2 separate regions of the Mus musculus genome follow, and region 1 is linked to region 2. Evidence: chromatin contacts called from public Hi-C data. All regions are on one chromosome and are shown on one strand. Each heading gives the region's core, a stretch centred on a gene start, on an enhancer-like site or on the middle of the called end of the contact. The rest is flanking DNA. Distances are from core to core; before and after follow the strand shown.

Region 1 (4,183 bases), core at 643-3,142, 210 kb after region 2:
AGTGAGGCGACATCTCCCTCAGTGAGTGAGCTGCTGACCTCTCAGGTGCTTTTCACACAGAGAGCACATTAGTCCAGAGCGGGAACACCGCAGCATGCAAGGGTCACAATTAGAAGTGGCAGAGCACTCTGAAGCCGAGCCTCCTCAGTCCAGGCCTTTGCTCTCCAGGACTCCAGAGTCATGGCGCTCTAGGATGGTACTATACGCTTTCCTGTAATGTTTCAGTGGAAGCTTGAAATTTGCCTGTGAAAGGAACTGAAAGGCTCCAGGCCCTTCCTTTAACCCTTTAGAGAGCACGACAAACAGGCGCTGGTAAACTGTAGTCAAGCAGTTCTTGGAGCTCCTGTAAAGCCCCATTATTCTGCTTCATGCTGTCACAACGCAGAGGGAGTGGCTATATGTGAAGGCACTGCACTCATGGAGGAAGGGGCTGGATAGCAAAGAACTGCCCATACAGACCAGAAAAACCAAATCAGCTACCTCTAAGATTCAGGCTGGCAAAAACAAAAACAAACAAACAAACAAAACAGTATCAGAGAAATAAGCTAAAGTCCTTAAAAATCTTAGATTTATTGATTTTATGTGTATTTTGCCTGCAAATATATGTGCGCATCATGGCCGTACTTGGTGTCTGTGGAGCGTAGAAGAGGTTGCTGGATTCCCTGGAACTGAAATTACAGGCAGTTGTGAGCCATCATCTGAATAGCGGAAACGGAGCCTTTGTCTGCTGCAAGAACAAGTGTTCTGAACTGCTAAAGCATCTTCCCAGCCTCCTGGGTAGACTCTTACATACCAGGGCTGAGGATGCAACTCAATGCTAGAGCTTGCCAAGCACGAGCAAGGCCCTGGGTTTGATCCCCAACACTGTGAAACAGACAACACAAACTAAACCAACCAAACTAACCCAGATGATGTTCTCAGTTCCTGGTATACATCCTTGCACAGCTTGGGGCCTGGAACCCTAACTAGGTAATGAGGAAAGGACATACCAGACACACAGAATATATGGGATCAGGCGGTCTAGACTCTCTATTGGGGAAGCTGCAGTGCACTGGAAGCTCAGTATGTTTATATATAACTGGACAGGGAGGTAAGGGTGTTGCACACAGCCAGCTGAAGAAGGAAGCAGGGTTACCATATACAACTGAAAAAGGAGACAGGATTAGCTAATCTTAGTAGGAGCAGTCTCTTTGTAGGGGAGCAATCTTTAGGCCATGAACTTGGGCTCCCAACGCGGGTGGTGCGGAGTAGCTGTGAACATTTCCTGCAGTCACCATCACCATCCCCACATGGTTGAGAGGAAGGTGCTGCCATTCTCTGAATCTTATCCAGGGAAATTTCACCCATGGGGCCAGGCACCAGCTTCACTGACATGGTCATGCCTATGTCAACAACACACACTTACTAAGGACTTCAATGCTCTCTACAACCTGGTTTCAGAGTAGTATTTAAATCTTCTATACTACTGTAATCTTTGACTATCTCTCAGGACCATGCACATACTCAGATTATATATAAGTAGGTCCATTTGGAAGAGTATTTTCAATGTAGCAACTTCCTGTCTCTAGGAACAACCAACAACAGATGGTGTGGTAAAAGCCTCTGCAGAATGAATGGTCTCGACATAGCCGATGGTGCACAGCACATCTTGATTTCTAATGGCGCTGATACTGTTTGTACCTTTTCCCTTTTATCAACTTTCTGAAACACTGCTTAGCTGCATCCTCCCCTCAAATACACACAAATGTTCATGAAAGAGAACACTTTTAAGGCTCTTGAAAGTAAAATTTACCACCAAATTTCTAAAATGAATCACCCAATACTGGAGGAGGCAGACGGTAACTTTGTATCGGAAACCAAGCCAGTCCCAGTGAGTCACCTCTGTGATCACAGATAGCACAACCACAGCCCAGGCTTGGTGGCAAACAAATGGCCACAGCATCACATGTCAGAACCTCGTGTTTCATGGTTTCTCACATGGAAATGCGTAAGTCAACTATGTGAGCCCAGGAAGCAGAACACAAGATGCTGCACAAATAATAAACACACTCAAGCTTTGTGTTCTTGTGCTTCCCCAAGTCCATCTCAAATTTCAATAGATCCATGAAAGGCACATGCTAGTCAAGAACTCCGAAGAGTAAGAGCTGATAATAATATTATAGCTTCTAAAGTGAGTCATAGGAAAACACAAATGCTTTTTGAGGATCACACGTTAAGGTGCACAGTCAAAAACTAAAAAGTGACAGCCATTTCAGAAGAGGTACTGGGGCCTTTGGTGATGTATCCTGTAGTTGGTGTGCACCCACATGCATTATGCTTTTGCATCTCTTTTAGGCACCCCAAGTTTGAAACAGAAGATTAAGTGGGACAATGGGCTAAGTGGCATTGCCACAGGCACACCAGGTCCTGGTTGCTCTGACTTCCACAGAGTAAAGAGCCAGGTGCCTTAATATTCTTTTAAACCACAGGGCAGGGAATACATGCTAGGATCAAGCCCGCCCAGCATACCTGTGTTGGCTGGCCCAATACTGTTCAATACAAACCATAGGCAGTGTTTTCAAAAGGGATACTTCCGATCAACATCACACACCCACTAGCCGGTCTCCAAGGAAAACACTATCAACACAGCCATAGGCGCCCACACCCAGGGGCTAAGCACAGGTAACTGCTCAGAAAGCACTGGAGAACAGTCAGGAGCAATAGCAGAAAGCTTCACTCTCTTGCTTTCACAAAATGGCTCCCTAAGACAATATATTGATTATAATTCTCCAAATAAGAACAAGATAGAACATTCTCTCAAGTTCCCTGCAATATGACACTACCTGATAATGAAAGGAACAAAAGGGGCCAAGCTGAGCGCAGATGATGTGCCGTCCATCGGCGATGGGTACAGTCTCTCCAACACCAGGAGTAAGAGGAACATGCCAGGGTGGCGATCAGGCTCTCCCAGTTCACTGAAGGAAAGTGATTACACATAAAAGATTTCAGACTGAAGAAGGCAGGCACTGCTTTCAAACACATTTTGTCACTTTTTTTTTAAGATTTATTTATTTTATTTATATCAATACACTGTAGCTGTCCCATTACAGATGGTCGTGAGCCACCATGTGGTTGCTGGGAATTGAACTCAGGACCTCTGGAAGAACAGCCAGTGCTCTTAGCTGCTGAGTCATTTCTCCAGCCCCACATTTTGTCACGTTTTCCTGTTTCACTTTAACGTGCACAAGGAGAAGCCTCTGGCAAAGCAAGGGTCCTGCACGCAACCCTCTTCTAAAGCCAGTGACTCTCTGGAGTCACACTTTCTGTACTGTGCTGTCCAGAGCTTTCAGGAAATGGGAAGCTCTCCCTGTCTGATGGCTTTGAGGAAACATGACTAGGCCATTACTCACTAGAACCAGAAAACCCTCCCTGCACTAGCTAGCAATTAGAGAAAAGATATCTTGACAAAAATACATTTCATTGATATAATTACATTTTCCCATTACAGACAGTTTATATGTATTTATACCAGTACAAAGACTGCAGAAAAATTAAAAAGTTGCATGTTCTAAGATATCCATAGTAAAAAGTCTACTGTCAGCTACAGAGTAAGACTGAAACAAAATGACACCATTTCTTGCCGCCCCAGGGGACTCAATGCCCTTTAAAATGACTCTGCTTTATATTTCTAAAATTATTGATCATTTTTGCTCAGGGACCCACATTTGATCACAGGCAACTTAGCTGTTGTTTCACAGCAGCAAGCTGCAACAGGCCAGTAATACAGGATGTTAAGAATCTATTAAGTACATTTAGTAATGTAGACAAAAATTTTAAAAAATAAGAGGAAGAAATAATTCAGGTATGTGTGTCTATGTGTGTAAGTATGTGTGTGTGTGGCTGTGTGTCTGTGTGTGGGGACTAGAGGTCAACCTTGGATGTTAAACCTCAGGAACTGTGTCCCTAGTCCTTTTAAAATGTAAAAAGTTTTTATTATTGGGTGCATGTGCCATGACACACAGAGGACAACTTGTGAGGTGTCACTCTCCGTTTACTTTCATGTGGGTTTGGGGCACACGGACAGGTCATCAGGGCTCAAGCCATCTTGCCAACCCCACTTTGTCTTTTGAGATAGGATTTCTCATGGGGACCTGGGACTTACCCAGGAAGTGAGGTTGGCTAGCTAGTAAGCCCTAGGGCCCTT
Region 2 (4,543 bases), core at 1,161-3,660:
ACATTAGGACACCCTGAATGGTGGCTCCCAGTTTAATCCCCCCAACACACACACACACACACACACACACACACACACACACACACACACACACTCAGGAAGCAGAAGCCTGCTGAAGTGTTTGAGGCTAGCCTAATCTGCATCACAATGTCTGGGCTAGCCAGGGCTACCTAGTGAGACCCTGCCTCAAAAGAAAAAGCAACAACAACAACAACAACAACAACAAAAATCAAGAAAAACAAAACAAAAAAAGGAGCCAGGGAATGTTGCTTAATGGCAGAGTGTTTGCTTGCCTGGCATCGCGTGTGTGAAGCCCTCAGCGAGATGATCCCAGATACTGAGGAAAACAAACCAGACCAACCACGGTATGCTATAGTAAAAGCCAGGCAGAGGGCAGAAGGTGCCAGTCAGGTCCTGCTCATCTGGGGCTATCTGAGAGCCCTAGAGGTCATCACCCAGGAGCTCTCCCAGCAAAGCCCCTCCCACCAGGTTCCCTTGCCAAGGGACATTCTCCACCCCAGAGAGGTTCTGCCAGGAGCCCATGGCATAGCCTGGAGCACTTGCTTCCTTCTCAACAAACAGGAGGCCTCTGAGGACTCCTCCAGGATGAATGAAGTCTCTCACCCCTCCATAGGCCCCAGCTAACAGGAAGCCATCAGGGGCCCCCAGGTGGGAAGGGCTGCTCTGCCATCTCTAAGCTACATACCAGGCAGGGGCCCTACTGTCACTGGGATGACTTTCTCACTTATAAAGGATGGGGTGGCATAGAGGCTCAAATGAAGGTCTGGCTATGAAGTTACCTAGCCCATAGTGGATGCTAAACAGTATTTCCCAGGATAGCACTTGGGGGAGAATGGTCATCGGGGAGGGTGGGGGGTGGTAAATGGGTCATTCAGAGCTTCGCCCTGTCACTACCCACAGTGGCTGGGGGTGGGGTGGAGAGGCACTCCCCATGACATCAGCAGGGTAAGAACCAGGCAGGAGATGCGTGAGGCCCTGGAACTGTCACACCACAGCCCAGCTCCACAGCCCAGCTCCGACTTCCTCTAGACAGGGCACCCAGCATGCAGCCTCTTTTCCTTCCTTCTGCATTTGGAAAGAGCTACCCACCCTCCAATCTAGTGCTGGGCTGGGGTTTGGTTCCCAAGACCCAAGTAAGGGGGTAGGGATCATATGCTCAGGTCCTGGGGGCAGGCAGTGACAGCCAGGTATCACCTGGCATTATCTGTGCTGTGGGGATTCTTGTACCCTTCACACTTGAGGACCCCAGGTCTTCAAGAAATACAGGCTATGAGCTCTGGGCAGCAGAAGAGAAGCCTGGCAGGGTAGAGGCCTGGAGAGGGGTAGAAGCTGGGACCATGGCAGCAGAAGCAGTCTGAGGCTGGGTGGAGAGAGGCTGGGTGGGTTCCTGTCCCACAGATGATGAGATGGAGAAACCTCCCAAGCTCTCATCCTTGTAGTATCATGTTCCTGTCTCCATGGAGACCCCAGTGTCCTGATGGTTTGCTGGCCAGGGCTTCGAGGCCAGAGCAGGGAGGTCATAGCCTGTCCCTTCTAAGGCAAAAAGCCAGATGGTGCTGACTACTATCTCTGCACAGTAGACTTCAGGGCAACTCTCAGAGCTCTGCCAACAACAACAACAAAAAAAAGACATGGAGAGATGGAGAGGCCATGGGCCTACCCCAGGTCCTGCTGAGCTGGCACTGAACCTGGTCCCTACCTCCCAAGTCCATCCCCAAAGCCAGGTAGCCTGGAGCAGACACTGCAGCCTGCAGTACGCATCAGCCTGGGGAAGTCTGGGGCAGGCAGATCTCCCAAAACCCAGGTGGGTTTCTAAGCCTGTCCTCAAACCGGACACACAGGGTGCCAGCCCCGTTGAGCATGGAGCAAGCAAGCTGGGCCCCACTGAGGGCTGAGTGTGGAAGCTGGCCTATGGGGAAGTGGTTTTGACATGAGAAGGCAAAAGAGCCATGCTTCCCCCCCCCCAAGACAAAAGCTGATAAACAGCCGGGTACCCTTTGTGAGGTCCAGAGAACCAAAGGTTCCTGTTCAGAGGCAGGAAGGTGCCCTCACCGCTTCCTCCATCTCCCTGGGCTCCAGCACGGTTGAGAGTGGGGTGCTGTACCTGAGCCCAAGGTCTAGGGGTGTCTGGGCCAGATCAGCTGTCTGTCCATGTGTGCACCACACACATGTGCATGCTGGACAATGAAGTAAGAGCCGGATGGACGACTGCTGCATGTATGCATGCGTGCGCGCATGTGTCTGAGGATGTGTGTGTACACGTGCGCGGTATCTGTTGTCACCTCCCCCACCCCCACCTGCACCATAGCCTCTGAGGACAGGACGCTCTGTCTTTGACTCAGGTCTACACCAAGGGCTCCAAACCACAATGACGTCAGCAGCACATGCAAAGTGTCTGAGAGTGAGGCCACCTCTGCAGGGTTCCTAGCTTGGCACCAGCATGCGTGTACAGGGTGGTATGCAGGACAGTCACACTCCCATTCTTCTCCACCATGACCCCAAGAGGCAGCCAGCAGTAGCAGCAGCAGCAGCAAGTGGGCCATGGAGCCCATCATGAAAGTGATATTTCAATATCCTGGGGAAAGGAGCCACCCAGGGTCTGGGGAGGATGCTCCTCCAAGCCTGTGTGCTACACTGTTCCTCTCTCGCTTCCTTTCCTGCCTCTCCCTGCCTCTGAGGGGCCCACTGGTCTCCCAGCACCTGATGTCACCCTCCTGGCTTCTTCATTAGTACTGACTCAAGGGAACACCTCTAGCCAAATGTCTAAGCCACACTGGCCAATGACAGGCAGTCCCATGTCTTCTCCTCCTTAGCTTCCTTCACCCTGACCCCTTACTTAGTCTATATCAGCTGTTTCTCTAAAAATGAATTCTGGGACAGCAGCAATGGTTGCTCTCTATGATCTGCTATGATCTCTGACTTCTGGAGTGGTATCTGGGCCAAAGAATTCAAGAACTGTAGGATGGGTGGATAGATAAATAGATGGATGCAGGCAAGTAGGCATCTATAAAGTCAGGTCAGAGGATGGGAGCAGGACCAAGCCTAAACAAGCCATCTCTCTGTCCCAAGATATGTTATCCCAGCATTTCTTTCCTGTCATACACTGTACCTCTAGGGGGTGAGCAGGATGGTTTTCATTTTAGAGCCAGAAGCCTGAAGACCACACAGGTCATGACCTGGGGTTGCTGGGCTGTTCCAGCCCTCCCTCCTCTCTCTGTGAGGAAGGCTCTTCTTTCTCCAGAGCCAGAGTCTGCCTCTCCTCCCTCATTCCATCCTTACTGCAAGGCTCGGGGCTGCCCTTGTGACCTGCTGCAGCCAAAAGAATGTGGCACTTTCCATTGCCACTCAGTACACAGGGTTTAAGCTAGGCATACACACAAGTATACACACCATACATTCACAGGCACACACGCTCACGTACATGCTCACATATACATATATATACACACAAACACATGCACAGATTGTTACTATCTCATAATATCCTATATAAATTATAATTTTTAAATACTCCCATACTTATAATCTCAGTGCATGGAGGTAAAGGCAGGAGGACTAGGATCATCTTTAGTTGCAAAGCAAAATCAGGGTCAACCTGGGACACAGGGAGAATTTATCTCAAGAAAGAAAGTGGGGTGGGGGGAGGAGGAGGGAGGAAGGGTCAGAGAGAGGGGAGAACTGCCAACACGCATGAGTGCTGTACACCAGTGGCAGGACTTGGTTGGTTGGTTGGTGGGTGGCACTGGAGTGCACATCGAGGGCCTGACACCCTCAGCTCCACTCCTGGGCTACCCTGAAGACATTTTCCCACATTTTATTTGAGGCAGGGTCTTCCTAAGTGCCCCACTCTTTAGCCCAGGCAGGTCTTGAACTCTCAAGCCGCCTATCCCAGCCTCCCAAAAAGCAGGGGTTACAGGCCTGGTTCAGTGGCAGTTTTAAATGCAAGAGCATGTGTGTCCTCTGGGGACCTACAGTGCTCATCTACTGATCTTCCTTCTTCTCAGTGGGGTGGCAGAGCCACACTGACTCCCGGCCTAGTTTGTTCTCAGCCATCTACCCGGAGGAAGAGGGTGAGACTGAGAACAGGTCCCCCTTAAGTCCCTCCGTTCCCTGCCCCATCGGACTTTCTGAGACATACCTCCATGCGCAGACTACAGGAGCTGTCCCCCAAGCCCTGCCCAACTGCCAGAGACAGGAGCAAATGAGTTCCTCTTTTGAGCAACTAAGTTTGTTCTTCTTTTTTTTCATTTTGTTCATTTGTTTGTTAATTTTTGAGACAGGGTCTCATGTATTCCAGACTGGCCTCAAATGCAGCTGAGAATGATCCTATACTATTTGTTTTAAAGATTTATTTTAACACATAATAAAAGAAATGAATCTAAATTTTTAAGAGGGGCTTAAGAGATGGCTCAGCAGTTAAAAGATTTATTTATTTTGCAGGGAGAGGTGGCATACATCTTTAATCTCAGTATTTGGGAGGCAGAGACAGGCAGATCTCTGTGAATTTGAGGCCAGCCTGGTC

What was found. A called contact is a pair of places that touch in the nucleus more often than the background predicts.
Region 1: a contact with region 2 is called in a Hi-C map of effector CD8 T cells, with 3 times the contacts expected there. The contact joins two enhancer-like sites. A contact is called at or near these places in 15 of 484 Hi-C or Micro-C datasets (CD4 T cells, CD8 T cells, the HPC-7 cell line and 6 more), 7 of 115 datasets of contacts at active chromatin or transcription factors (CD8 T cells, the HPC-7 cell line, bone marrow-derived dendritic cells and 4 more) and 1 of 9 other capture datasets (adipose tissue).

The regions. Positions count from the first base shown.
Region 1 is chr17:84,331,204-84,335,386 of GRCm38.p6, forward strand. Thada (thyroid adenoma associated) reads right to left here. Exons shown (of 38, transcript NM_183021.3): 28 at 2,823-2,954. Among named protein-coding and RNA genes, the nearest start is that of Gm24492, 46 kb to the left of the region's middle. Within about 2 kb of position 1,893, at least 93 of the 459 cell types and tissues checked have an H3K27ac peak or open chromatin away from gene starts, as enhancers often do. A contact at or near this core is called in CD8 T cells, the HPC-7 cell line, Th1 cells and 5 more, where this site is marked.
Region 2 is chr17:84,117,416-84,121,958 of GRCm38.p6, forward strand. No RefSeq gene overlaps it. Among named protein-coding and RNA genes, the nearest start is that of Gm35551, 36 kb to the left of the region's middle. Within about 2 kb of position 2,411, at least 150 of the 459 cell types and tissues checked have an H3K27ac peak or open chromatin away from gene starts, as enhancers often do. A contact at or near this core is called in CD8 T cells, the HPC-7 cell line, Th1 cells and 5 more, where this site is marked.